4 separate regions of the Mus musculus genome follow, and regions 2, 3 and 4 are each linked to region 1. The links are chromatin contacts, called in public HiCAR-type, HiChIP or PLAC-seq and promoter capture Hi-C maps. All regions are on one chromosome and are shown on one strand. The core of a region is the stretch at or near the end of the contact, and the rest is flanking DNA. Distances in the headings are between cores, read along the strand shown. Region 1 holds the start of Hmgxb4 (HMG box domain containing 4). Region 2 overlaps Nwd1 (NACHT and WD repeat domain containing 1). Region 3 holds the start of Sin3b (transcriptional regulator, SIN3B (yeast)). Region 4 overlaps Large1 (LARGE xylosyl- and glucuronyltransferase 1).

Region 1 (3,146 bases), core at 203-2,702:
TGGAGGTAATCTCAGTTCCAGCAATCGCTAATCGTTATCATCATCCCAGAACAGATCGGAGAATTGAAAAAGAAAGAAAATCCACCCAGTAAACTGGGCAAGGAAGGTCTGTCTCCTCCAGACGGGAGTTTCCTCCAAGGCTGTTTTTAGGAACTTAGATTGCCAGTCCATGCAGTCAAAGGAAGAAACACATCCAGCTGTTGGCAGATTCTGATATTTTGTTGCTACTTCTAGGATAGCACAGGTGAATTCTTACTTCAGTGGGTTTCCTTCCTTCTTGGATCTGTTGGAGTTCTTGCCACACCCTTTTCCAAGGACCCACCTATGCAGCACTCCAGCCCCTGCCAGCTTCGCAACTTGCAGAGATCTCCATAGCCAGAAAGGCGCACTGAATCTTCTCACTGCAATGCTAACTGGAACCACGACCACTGCACAGATTGGCTGATAACATACTCGGTTCCACGAGTTCAGCGATCCAAATTTTGACAAGCCATAATCAACAGGCTTTACTTTGGATGCAGTTTTTAAAAATGTATTTTGCTACGAGGGTATAGAATCAGCCAGTACTGGAAACAAGGGTGGGGTGGGTGGGTGGTAGACATATCTTGTCTGCTATATGATATAAACTAAAGTGAACCTACAAGTAGTGGTTGTGGAGGGGGAAATGGGCCTGTATGGAGATGACTCCAATTAAGAAGGCATGTTCAAACTGAGTCGCACGCAAAGAACACACACAATACGAGATCGTTTATCCATACAGTCCCCAAGACCACCGTTCCCGGGGTCCCCGCTGTGATAACCTCGGCAGGTCTGCTGCAACCGCTAGTTCAACAAAGCTCTGCGCAGCGCAGGAAGCTCCGGGCATCCTCTCCCGCTCGCCGCTCACCGCGCGCCCAGCCCTCCCGCCCGCCGGCCCGGGACCTCTCTTCCTGACAGCCCCAGGTAGCCCGCGCCCCGGCTCCCATGCCGCGCTCCGCCCGACCCGTGTTCCCACGTCCCGTCGGCCTCCGGCGCCCCGGAGCGCCCAGACAGCGGCGCAGGGGGAGGGGCGGCGCGGGCCGCGGGTCCCTGGGGCGGCCGCACGCCCCCTCCCGGCCCCGCAGCTTTCCCGCCTTCCCCGTTTGAACAGCTCCCGCCGCCTTCCTCCTGCGGCCCGCTCGAGCCCCTTCCCCGGGGCGGCTGCAGCCGCTACTCCAGTTCCCGGCTTGGCCCCCGAGCTAGGCCGCGGCGGGCCTGAAGCGCCTCCCGGACGGTGTCGGGGGGCCGGAGCGGTGGGCGGAGGCCGGGCGGGGCCGTTGCCGCCCCGGGGTGGGGGTCCGGACGGGTCTGGTGGGGGCTCCGCTCGCCGCTACCTTCACTCGGCTCGCTCGGATCCCGCCTCAGCGCCGCCGACGGCCGCCATCTTGGAGAAGGAGAGAAAAGCGCGAGCAACAAGGGCGCCTCAGTCGAGCCCAGAGCGCAGACTCCTACTGCAGCGGGGCTACCGCGCCGGCGAAAGAGCGTCGAGCGCATCGAATAAACCTGCTTGTTGAGCGCGGTCGCGGTACCGTTTGAGAATACACTCCTCCGTTGCAGGTTTAGTCTAGAAATCTCTTCTCGGTCTAAACAAATAATTTCAAAAGTCTCCTGTTTATTCTTCAATAAAAATATCTTTCTGTAAAGAAATTGCGAATAAAAAATATCAGGCAATTAGATTAATGTAGCCAAACACCTGCCCCAACCCAAAGTCTTTACAGCTCCGTAAACTTCTATGCAATTAGAACAGTCGTTCTGAAGCAATGGAGCTTGGCTTTGGATTTTATACGTTCACTGTCAGTTACAATTTTATGTACTTATCTACCACGTGCTTATACAAACCTCGAAAATTTCATGACAGACTTAAAATTAGACAATTAGCTTTGTATTCTCTTTTAGGAACTCATGGGTCCTTCTCCGCAATCTCGGTCCTTTCTGGTCACCTAATAGTAGCCCTTCTTGTTCTCCTTTTACCCCTAAATCTTTTGTATTTAAGACAGAATGTTATGCTGTTTATTTCAAGACAATCTGTTCTTTGCCGGACTCAGAGCGATAAGGGTTAATAGCCGTATTTATTTGTAATTTAGCATTTACATCTGGAGAGTAGCCCAGGTGAAGTGGAAGACCATACACTTGTAAGACAAGCTGTTTTCTCACCAAATTATTACACCGCTCACACCAATTTTTGTTTAAGTGTTAAGAGGACTGGTGAATTGGTTCAGTGGGTTAAAATATTTTACACCAAATCTCTGGGTATGTGTTTGACACCGGAAATTTACATGGTGGAAAGAGAGAACTGATTCATGCAAGTTTGACTGCCACAGGAATGTCCCCTAAAAACACACAAAATGGAAATAAATAAGTTACTCTTTCTCTAAGAAACAGGAGAAAACAGTTTCTTCTGATTTATTGAGGAGAACTCAATAAATCAATAGCATTTACAATTTCCAGAGCCTGGTTTAATATAAAGACTCTGTTTTTGTAGCATAGTGTAAGTATATAATAGCCTTCTGTGTGAACAGTGCTCACTCCATCAGGGCAACCAGAAGCTGGTGCCCTCCTCACTGAAAAGACCCAGCCTTCATCTGCTCTAGGGAGGAATTTCTCTTCTGTTTTGCTTTGTCAAAGTCACAGGAGGTAGGCAGTTTTGGCGGGAGGGATGGGTGGAGGAAGCAGCCCTGGCTGTCCTGGAACTCATTATGTAGACAAGGCTTGCCTGAAATTCACAGAAATCCTCCTGCTTCTGCCTCCTGAACACTGAGATTAAAATCATGCACTACTATTAATTCTTATATATAAATATAATTAGATCATGTTCCCTCTTTTCAACCCTTTCCATTTATTTCTCTCAAATTCATGGCCTCTATTTCTTTAACTGTTGGTGTGTGTGCACATGCTCATAGAAGCCAAAGGAATACACCAGATTTCCTGGAGATGGACTATAGACAGTCATGAACTGTACAGTGTGAATGCTGGGAACTGAACTCAGGTCCTTTGGAAGAGTAGTATTCTCTTAACCTGCAGCCATCTCTTCAGCTCCTCAGCCTGTTCTTGACCACAGTACTATCATTCTTGGATCACTGAACATACACTCGTTCATTTATTCGCTGAAACAGTCCTTATGGAAAGCA
Region 2 (3,146 bases), core at 279-2,778, 2.3 Mb after region 1:
CGGGGTCGCATGGAAAGCTTGTGGCCGTCCTCTGCGTCCACCCGCCCAGAGCACCAGAACTCTGGTGGAACACGGGTTTTCTCCCACTCCCTTTATTCCCCCATGACCGCTGCGCTGCAAGACCACACACACACCCATCAAACACACACACCAGGCATACACATCAAACACATCACACACATACACCAGACACACCCATCATATAACATACACTAAACATATCACACACACATAGACAAACACATATCAGATATATACAAACACATACACAAGACATACCCATCAGACACACATACCATACACACACCATATACATACCAGGCACACACTACACACATACACTACACACAAACAATACATACACCAGACACACTACATACATACATACATACATACATACATACACACACATGCATATATACACACCACACACACATACACACACATCAGACAAATATGGGGGACAAAGATATCCACAGGACACACCTAGCTGACATACTGACACCTATTTGAAATACACATAGAACACACCCAGAGGTTTACCAAACTCTAAGATTACCAATTTATCTTTGAATTGTTTGACAGTTTAATTCTTTACATTACATTTTGTTTTTGTTTTTGTTCTTAGTTTGTGTGCCTGTGTGGCAGTCAATGGAGGACCTGTGGGAATCACTTCTCTATTCCCAGCACTTAGGTCCCAGGACTGAACTCAGGTCCTCAGGCTTGCCACAAGAACCTTTATGTAATGAGCCATGTACTTTTTGAGATCAAGCCTCTCGTTGAGCCTGTCTCACATATTCAGCTAGACTGGGATCTGCCTGACTGTACCCCTGGGTTTGCAGGTGCATGCTGGTGAACTGAGCTCTTAAGTGGGGCTAGGGATTTGAACTCAGGTCCTCATGCTTGTACAAAGAACACTTTTATTAACTGAGCCATGGCACAGGACCTACCTTTTCCCCATTCGTTTAATTTTCCTTTTCCTCCCTCCCTCCCTCCACCCCTCCATCCCTCTCTCCTTACTTTCTCTTTTGTCAGTGTGTCTTATGTATCTGAGGCAGACCTTGAACACCTGATCTTCCTCCATGCATCTTGTCACCTGTTGAGTCAGGTGAGAGGCTAGGATGTCTCTGGGAACTGCCAATGTTGGGGTTCTAGCCTGGGACTCCAGCACCAATCTCCACTCCCCACTCCAAATTTACTTTTAAATAAAATCTTGGGGCAGACAAAATGGCTTCACAGACAAAGGTGATTGCCATTCACCAGGGCCACAAGATAAGAGAGAAATGAAACCTCTGATCTCCACATGTGTACTGGGGTACACACATACTCCCACAGAATAAAAAATAAATGCACTTAAGTAGATAAGAAATAGCACATGAAACAAGATACCATCCGGAACACGAACTGACAAACAGGAGAGCTCCTCAAGCCCAGAAGGGGTAGTTGTCATAAAGCTGCACATGATGGCTCACACCTGTGCTTCGACCACTCCAGTGCACTCTGCTTTACCTACCGGCCTAAAGCCTGAAAGCAGTCCTGAGGCAAAGAATTTCACAGAAACAGCCTCCTGGAACCTTGGCATTCCCATAGCCTGTTTATTCAAAGCCTGTCCCCACGTTAGTCTGGTGTTTGGATCCATGTGCTCTCTTTCAGAATTGTTTTCTTATAAGTGCCTTTAAGGTTTGATTTTGACATAGCTAAGCCTCCACCAGTGTTCCAATGGTTCCTAGAAAATCCTTGAAGCCGACCCTGAGCTTGGAATTCACTAAGAATGTTACCTATTCAGTAACACTTAAATTCACTTCTAGTAGAGACTGTGATACTAATTAGGCATTACAAAGTACAGAACTAGGAAAGCTCAGGGCTAGTCTGCATAGTAATTACTTAGGACAATAGCTGAGTCACACCCAAACACAGGAATACACAATGGCCTAGCAAATAGGTGGATTGTCACATGAAAGAGTTAGTGGAAGGGAATTCCCCTGGTACAGGTTTCTTCACTAGGTCCAGAGGAATAGCGTAATCAGGTATTTACTAAAGAACCCCTGGTGGTGAGTTTAACAATAGACTAGCATTGCATCAGAGCATTCACCTGGCTCCATTTTAAGTGGTAAATGTGGCCTGGTCCCCGCCAACTTTTTATGTATGCATTCTTATTTGTTTTGTGTCAATGTAACTTGGTGGATGTGTTCACCTGGCTTTTTTTGTTTTTCTTCTGTATAAAAAAGTCTGGTGTTCGTTTGGACAATGCATTCAGATTCAACACACTCCCTTGTGTCGTGTCTGTTTGTCACCCCATTCTCACCAACTCCTTGCCCACCTGCAACCAGAAATTCGTTCCCCACAGATAGGAGACCCAATAGAGGTTAGACTGCGGCACACCTGTTACCACAAGACTGAGGCAGGAGTATTGTGGCTTTGAGGCCAGTTTGAGTTACACACTGAGACTCTGTCTTGAAGGAAGGAAGGAGAATCTTCATAGAACATTTGCCTTTCTCCTTTGTGTGTACACATGTGTGTGCATATGTGTGTGGTTTGTTCAAGTAGGGTCTCACACCATAGCTCAGGCTATGTAATCCAGGCTAGCATTGAACTTGCAGTAGTTTTCCAGCCTCAGATTCCTGAGTTCTGGAAAAGCAGGTGCATCACCCCATCTACCTACAGTAATTATTCTGTATGTGTTGTATTCATATGTGCACTCTCATATGCATGCTCCATGTATGCATGTATGCATGTTTGTGTGTGTGCATGCTTGTATGTGCCTTGTGTGTGTGCATGTTCAAGTGTGCATTCACATGCCTGTATGTGTACATCCTCATGTGTTCATATTCATATACTCATGTATGTGCATGCTCACATGTATGTGCTGTCAGTGGTCACCATAAGGTATTTTTTTTTCATCCACTCTCCACTTTGGTAAGAGGGCCTCACTGACCTTGGATCTCACAAGTTCAGCTGTACTAACTGGCCAGCAGATCCTCTGATCCTCCTGCCTCTACCCCACACAGAGCATGGGAGACGTACAGCACCACAATGGCTTCTTACATGCACACTGGGGATCTAAGGGCAAGTCAGCCCACTTTCATAGCAAGCACATTGTTAACTGAGTCATCTTCCTGCAATTCTCCTTCTTTTCTGGATTTCAT
Region 3 (3,146 bases), core at 440-2,939, 2.3 Mb after region 1:
ATGAGGGTCTTCTTCTGGCTTCAGTACCCTGAATATCCACAAGAAACCAGCCCAGGCCGTCTACACTTCCTGAGAGCAGACAGGCAGGTCAGTACCAAGATCTGTGGGAAGCGGTCTGACTGACAGCCTGGGTTCTAGCTCCACCCACCTGTCACTAGGATGAGTCCCTTACCTAAACCAAGCCACACCTCCCAGAAGATTCTAGAAGACACGGACATTAACTCAGAAACAACCCAATACGCCTAACTGCTCTGTGTCTACAAAACAGTTCCTGTTCATACCACACTGGTTCCAGATTAGTAAGTGCTATTGAAAAGCATCGTAGGGACAAGAGCTAAGAGATCATAAGTAATATTTTCCTGCAGTATTAACAAAAAATGCTTCCCCAAACAATCAAAATCTGTACCCCATTTATTTTCTGTATTTGGGCATGTACCACAGATCTCAAGGGCAGGTCAACAACTTGTAGGAGTTAATTCTCATCTCTCTAGGGCTGAAACTCGGGTGGTCAGGCTTGGTGGCTGGCACTGCTACCCTCTGGGACATCTTACCCACCCCCAAATCAACATTTTAAATAAAGACTACACCCAACACTCCCTGTTCAGGCCTCGATTCCCCAATTCCTTCACCCCTTCCAGGAATCCCATCAGTTCCTCAGAACCACCTCATCTTGCGACTGTTTTAGAAGAGATTCCCAGGGCCCTCCAATCCTGTGCATGATTAACAGCTGAGGAGACACAGTGTAGTTGGTTTGGGGGTTAGAGGGCTCAGCCCCCAGCTCCTGGGTGTACAAGGCCCTGCAGATTACCTCTGGCTTTTGAACTCCTTCATGATCTCCAGGAAGCCGTTGTAGGTGGCAGGGTCACTGCCAAAGCGGATCTTCACCTGGTCGAGGTAGGTGAGAGCGTCCTCCACCTGTGGGGAACAAGAAGGCCAGAGGTGGGCCAGGGTCGCGCGATGCAGTGACTGATGGCTGGAAGGCCAGGGATAGAAGAGGGGTGGCACGGGGCAGCAGAGGGCCGCGAGGATAACTGCGGTGTTACTGGGAGGGCCGACGTCCGACTAGAAGGACCGAGAGCCTGCGGGTAGGACCAAGAGCCTGCGGGTAGTCCCGAGAGCCTGCGGGTAGTCCCGAGGGGCCTCGAGGAGTTCCGGGTTGGACCGAGGACCGGCGGGGACGACCGAAGGGTCTCGAGGAGGACGCGAAATCCCTTGGAAGACCGAGGGGCGTAAAAGGGAAACTACGGGCCAACTAGGAGGATCGAAGGTTTTCGGGGTGCACCGAAGGGTCCCGGGGATGACAGGGATCGCAGGAATGACTGAGAGATGTCGAGAAAGACCTCTGTATCTCTGAGAAGTCCGAGGAGCGGCGGAAATGAATTGTTAGGGGGAAACCGAGGGGCTGCCGCGAAGACCGAAGGATTCCGCGGAAGGGGTGTGGGGTCCCCGGGCCCGGCTGCGCAGAGAGGAGGCCAAGGCGGGGCCGCACGGCGGGGCGCCATCCCCGCGGGGGTCCGAGTCCCCAGGAAGAGGCTAAGGACATCACTCACGTGCACCGGCAGCTTCTCGTGCCCTCCGGAGCCCGAACGACCCCAGCGGGAGCCACCGAATCCCCGGCCCGCGGAGCCTCCGCTGCCTGCATGCGCCATGTTGGAAGTCAGAGCCGCTTCTGCCCCGCCTCCGCCTGAGCCCTGGTCGCGCTTGCGCGGGCCCCGCCTCCTAGGGGGTGGAGACTCGTGGCGTCAAATAGGGGAGTGTCCACATAAGGGCCTTGCTGGACGGGGCGGGAGGTCTTTCTCAACTTATGTGCCCTGGGGGTCTGTGGCCACCTGGAAGGCCTAAAGTGTTTTTTGATTTGTTTTGTTGGAGGGAAAGAAAGTAAAGCAAAGTTGAAGAATATTTCAAAACGCATTAATTCTATAAACTTCACATTTCAGTGTGCAGGCTCGCTTGTGATCTCAGTACCGGGGAGTCTGAGAGGAGACCACTGAGAGGTCTAACCTAAACTGGGGTACATAGTTAAGACTGCATCTCTAGGGGCTGGAGAGATGGCTCAACGCTCAACGGTAAGAGCACCGACTGCTCTTCCGAAGGTCCTTAGTTCAAATCCCAGCAAATACATGGTGGCTCACAACCACTCGTAATGAGATCTGACGCCTTCTTCTGGTGCATCTGAAGACAGCTACAGTTTACTTATTTATAATCATAAGTAAGTCTTTGGGCAGGAGCGAGCAGGGTTGGCAGGAGCGAGCAGAGGTCCTAAAATTCAATTCCCAGCAGTCACATGAAGGCTCACAACCTTCACTGTAGTGTACTCAAATACATTAAATAAATAAAACTTAAAAAAAAAAAAAGAAAAAAGACTGCATCTTTAAAAAAAAAAATGACAGTTAGGTGTTGACCTTGTCTCAAAAAGAGAGAGAGGGAAAACAAGCTTAGATGTCTGTGTTGACCCAAGACCTCAATAGTGATATTTGCAAGGCTCTGGTGCTTTCTGGAACAAGTTTCTGAATGTCTATTCTGTGAGGTTGATACAGCAATGGGCTGTAGGTGAGCAGCATCCATTCAAGAGCCATGTGGACTGAATTCTTGCACTGGGTGTGTATGTGTGTGTGTGCACGTGTGTGTACATATGTGTAGGTAAACTCACTCCTGTGTGTGTGTGTGTGTGTGTGTGTGTGTGTGTGTGTGTACAGAGACCAGAGATGGGCACAATCTTTTATCACCCAGCCCTTGTGTTTTGGGGGCAGCATCTCTTACTGAACCTGTAGCTCATTGTCTTCACTTGATACAGTGGCCATGGGTCCACCTGTCTCCACAGTAGTGCTGGGGTCACAGCCCCTAGTCTGGATCCTCCTGCTTGCTTAGAGCAAGCTCTTTACCCATTAACTCCTCTCAGAGTGACATTCCTTGATTCCGTTCACAAATGTGTGCAAACCTGGATCATGGGACCTCTGCTTCCAGGCTGACCTATCCTCCGTTCCAAACACCTACATAGTGGCTCACAACTGCTTGTAACTCCAATTTCAGGAGATCTGGCACCTTCACTGACCTCTGTAGACACTAGGCACATGTGGTACACATGTGATACATGCCAATTGAATATCCATATATTCATAAAACAACTTTTAAATTTAAACAAGGTG
Region 4 (3,146 bases), core at 283-2,782, 2.0 Mb after region 1:
AGTGCCAGCCAAAAACCTTCTATCAAAGTTGATGTATCCTCTATCACCTCTCTTCTGCCCACACCCCATAACTTCCACTAGCCACTGCTCATCAAATCCAGATGAATGTCTCAAGGATGTGGCTCCTTCTCAGCAGGTAGGGAAGCCCTATCTCTCTCAGCAACTTCTGTTCTTTCCCTGTCCGAAGAACACCACCTCTCACCAGCCCTCTCCTGTTCTCTGCTTTTGAAGTATCAGCAATAAACTTTTACAGATGGTGACAAGAAAAGCCTCATTAGCTTTGTCCCTGACTCAGAGAGTAGCTCTAATCCACTGACCTTCTGAATCACGCCCTTTAATGTATCATTCCCAATACAAAGCCTCTCAAATAGTACTGAAACTGCTTTGAAGTGTCACAGCCTCCCCACAGTCTGAGCTCCTCTTTGTATTCTAGATCCATCTAGAAAGGATTCTGGACTGGGCCAGGAGGTATCTCCTCAACCCAGAAAGCTTCCAGAAATCTCTCCCTTGTTCCAGTAATGAGAGTTTGGGTTTGTCCCCATGCTTATACCTGGACTTCCAACAGATCTAGATCTAGGGAGGTCACAATTTGTCCTAGTCAGTGTTCTGCTGCTAAGAAGAGACACCATGGTGATGACAACTCTTATAAAGGAAAGCATTTCATTTGTAGCTTGCTTACATTCAGAGGTTTATTCCATTATCATTATGGTGGTAAGTATACCAGCACACAGTTAGACATGGTGCCGGAGAGATAGCCAAGAGTTCCACATTCAGATTGGCAAGCAGAAGGAAGAGAGAGACTATTGCACTGCTGTGGTAAATCTCCTCCCAAATAAGCCCCAGCAAATGAAAACACAACAAAGTTAATATGATTATATGTTGTGCACCTAGATTGGGCAGATCTACCGCTACACTACCATCTTCCACATCTATGAGACCCCTTAGAACTTGAGGTTTCTCCAGGCCATGCACTTCTACTCAGCTCTTCTTCTTTCTTCTTCTCTTCCTCTTCCTCCTCCTCCTCCTTCTCCTCTTCTTCTTCTTCTTCTTCTTCTTCTTCTTCTTCTTCTTCTTCTTCTTCTTCTTCTTCTTCTTCTTCTTCTTCTCCTCCTTCTCCTTCTCCTTCTCCTTCTCCTTCTCCTCCTTCTCCTTCTCCTTCTCCTTCTCCTTCTCCTTCTCCTCCTCCTCCTCCTCCTCCTCCTCCTCCTCCTCCTCCTCCTCTTCTTCCTTCTCCTTTTTCTTCTTCCTCCTCCTCCTCTGCATCCCCACCCTCTTCTCTCTTACACCTTCTCTTCCACTGCCCTTTTATCTGCCCAATCAGCAGCTCTCTATTTTACAAATTAAGGTGGGAAGCAGGTTTACAGGAAATCACCGGAGTGCTGACTCACTCCTTGTTCACAACCACTCACTGGAGAACTGAATTAACATCAAATATAATTAGCCCCAGGGCTATCCACAACAAGAGACAATGGATCTGGCTGGAGCATTTGAAACCTCAAAGTCTACATCTCAATGGCATGCTTCCTCTAACAAAGACACACTCACCCAAACAATGACACACCTCTAAATAATGCCAACCATTGAAATATATGAGTCTATGGGAACCGTTCCTATTCAAACCACCACACAATTCTTTTCACCTTTAGCTATGAATTTTTATTAAGCCATACTTGACTTCCATGTGAACCAGGAGTAAATTAATAATACCTCATCCTATTAACATGCAGCGCACCACTTATTAGATAAATGTTATCATGTATATTGCTTTTTAAATCTAACAGTTAAATAAGTAAAGGCACTTATTTGATCATTCTCGTTTTCTAAAGTGTGTGTGTGTGTGTGTGTGTGTGTGTGTGTGTGTGTGTGTGTGTTTAATGTGATGGCAAGTACATATCAGAGGATAACCTCAGGTGTCTGTTTTCACCCTTCATCTTGAATTACAGGTTTACACTACAGTGCTCAACTTTTACATTGACTCTTGGTCTCATTTGTGCAACAAGCACTTTTGTGCACTGAGCCATCTAGCCAACCCTTTCCTCATTTTTCTCAGTGATAATACAGAAACTCAAAGATGTTAAGTAGCTAGCAAGAAATCGTCGGTTACAAGAAGGAATCTCTGGTTTGAATCAGGCGAGTGGGCACACAGTGAGCCCTCGCCTGCCTTGGAAACCAAGAAACTCTGAACCCTGTTTTTCTTTTTCTTTGACAAACGTGCTAGGATTCTTATAGCAAATGATCTCCTGTAAGAGGCAAGGCCTCTCCCTTGCTGCCATTGTCCTCATAATGGCCCTTAAAGCATTGGACAGGAAACATAAGGGCTTTTGGAAGCTTGAGATGAAAGAAGTGCTTTGTTCATTCTCCTGCTTTCTAAAATTATTCCAAGGCAAATTGTGTTTTATAGGATATATCACTTAGTTAACAAAACTGCAAGCTAGACTCGATAGTATCCAGTGTGAACAGATCCTATTCTACCATGCGACTCCTGAGTGTAAGAGAGAAATGTCTAATCAGACTTGCTTTTTTTACCTCTTACACGTGTATTATACATATGGTTTATAAACTCTTTTTTGGTTGCAGGTGATTTCTATTTCTCCAGGAGAAATAGGCTTCTCTTTCACATCTGGAAAAAGAAGAAATGGTTGTTTAGGCTATATCTTCTCAGTTACATTATCTATTTCCTCACCAATCAGTATATGTAAATAAATAAATGTAGGTTATATGGTAAACCTTTTTCAAAGAGGATGCATATTTTCAACATATTCTAACAATTAGCCCATTACTAATACCTTTCTCAAATTGGCAGCTACATTCAAAACAGTAAGCCCTGGACTTCATGGTCCACTCTGACCTTCAAATTCCACCCGGCTACCAAGTGCTACCATTGTCATAAGCAGGGGAATAACTTAGATATCTATCATCCCAATAGCCCTTAAAACCACATGAGTCTGTTTTATAGTCAGTTTTATTTTTAAAAGAGAACAACCCTTACTATTCTCCTTTACGTATAAACAATAACTAGTATTCATCTAAAGTAATTGTTCTCTCTGAGGCTTTCTGACTCAGTCTGCTAACTTATACCTAGTCCTGGAACCTTCTAGCCTCCATACAGTCTTATCTAGGCCTAGAATGCTTTCAATCTCTGAGAC

Evidence for each region. Promoter capture Hi-C pulls out the DNA fragments that hold promoters and counts their contacts. HiCAR-type assays count read pairs that join an accessible place to other places. HiChIP or PLAC-seq counts read pairs in DNA pulled down with a chosen protein or histone mark.
Region 2: a contact with region 1 is called in an H3K27ac HiChIP or PLAC-seq map of embryonic stem cells, with 21 times the contacts expected there. The contact joins the enhancer-like site here to the promoter of Hmgxb4 in region 1. A contact is called at or near these places in 10 of 39 promoter capture datasets (the 3T3-L1 cell line, HPC-7-derived erythroid cells, cranial neural crest and 5 more), 3 of 484 Hi-C or Micro-C datasets (cerebral cortex, cortical neurons and myocytes), 9 of 115 datasets of contacts at active chromatin or transcription factors (astrocytes, embryonic forebrain, embryonic stem cells and 2 more) and 1 of 9 other capture datasets (embryonic stem cells).
Region 3: a contact with region 1 is called in a HiCAR-type map of astrocytes, with 11 times the contacts expected there. The contact joins the promoter of Sin3b here to the promoter of Hmgxb4 in region 1. A contact is called at or near these places in 12 of 39 promoter capture datasets (the 3T3-L1 cell line, the C10 cell line, the HPC-7 cell line and 9 more), 1 of 484 Hi-C or Micro-C datasets (B cells), 17 of 115 datasets of contacts at active chromatin or transcription factors (astrocytes, craniofacial prominence, differentiating embryonic stem cells and 12 more) and 4 of 9 other capture datasets (adipose tissue, embryonic stem cells, liver and 1 more).
Region 4: a promoter capture Hi-C map of embryonic stem cells shows a contact between it and region 1, with 8 times the contacts expected there. The contact joins the enhancer-like site here to the promoter of Hmgxb4 in region 1. A contact is called at or near these places in 12 of 39 promoter capture datasets (the 3T3-L1 cell line, the C10 cell line, the HPC-7 cell line and 7 more), 1 of 484 Hi-C or Micro-C datasets (cortical neurons) and 8 of 115 datasets of contacts at active chromatin or transcription factors (astrocytes, embryonic forebrain, embryonic stem cells and 3 more).

What each region holds. Positions count from the first base shown.
Region 1 is chr8:74,991,956-74,995,101 of GRCm38.p6, reverse strand. Hmgxb4 (HMG box domain containing 4) reads right to left here and starts at 1,452. Exons shown (of 11, transcript NM_178017.2): 1 at 1,353-1,452.
Region 2 is chr8:72,675,868-72,679,013 of GRCm38.p6, reverse strand. The region is part of intron 9 of Nwd1 (NACHT and WD repeat domain containing 1); the gene reads right to left. Among named protein-coding and RNA genes, the nearest start is that of Nwd1, 31 kb to the right of the region's middle. Within about 2 kb of position 1,528, at least 19 of the 459 cell types and tissues checked have an H3K27ac peak or open chromatin away from gene starts, as enhancers often do. A contact at or near this core is called in embryonic stem cells, where this site is marked.
Region 3 is chr8:72,721,813-72,724,958 of GRCm38.p6, reverse strand. It overlaps Sin3b (transcriptional regulator, SIN3B (yeast)), which reads right to left and starts at 1,689. Exons shown (of 19, transcript NM_009188.4): 1 at 1,551-1,689; 2 at 809-915. The coding sequence starts at 1,649.
Region 4 is chr8:72,988,972-72,992,117 of GRCm38.p6, reverse strand. All of the region lies in intron 6 of Large1 (LARGE xylosyl- and glucuronyltransferase 1), which reads left to right. Among named protein-coding and RNA genes, the nearest start is that of Mir28b, 26 kb to the left of the region's middle. Within about 2 kb of position 1,532, at least 17 of the 459 cell types and tissues checked have an H3K27ac peak or open chromatin away from gene starts, as enhancers often do. A contact at or near this core is called in embryonic stem cells, where this site is marked.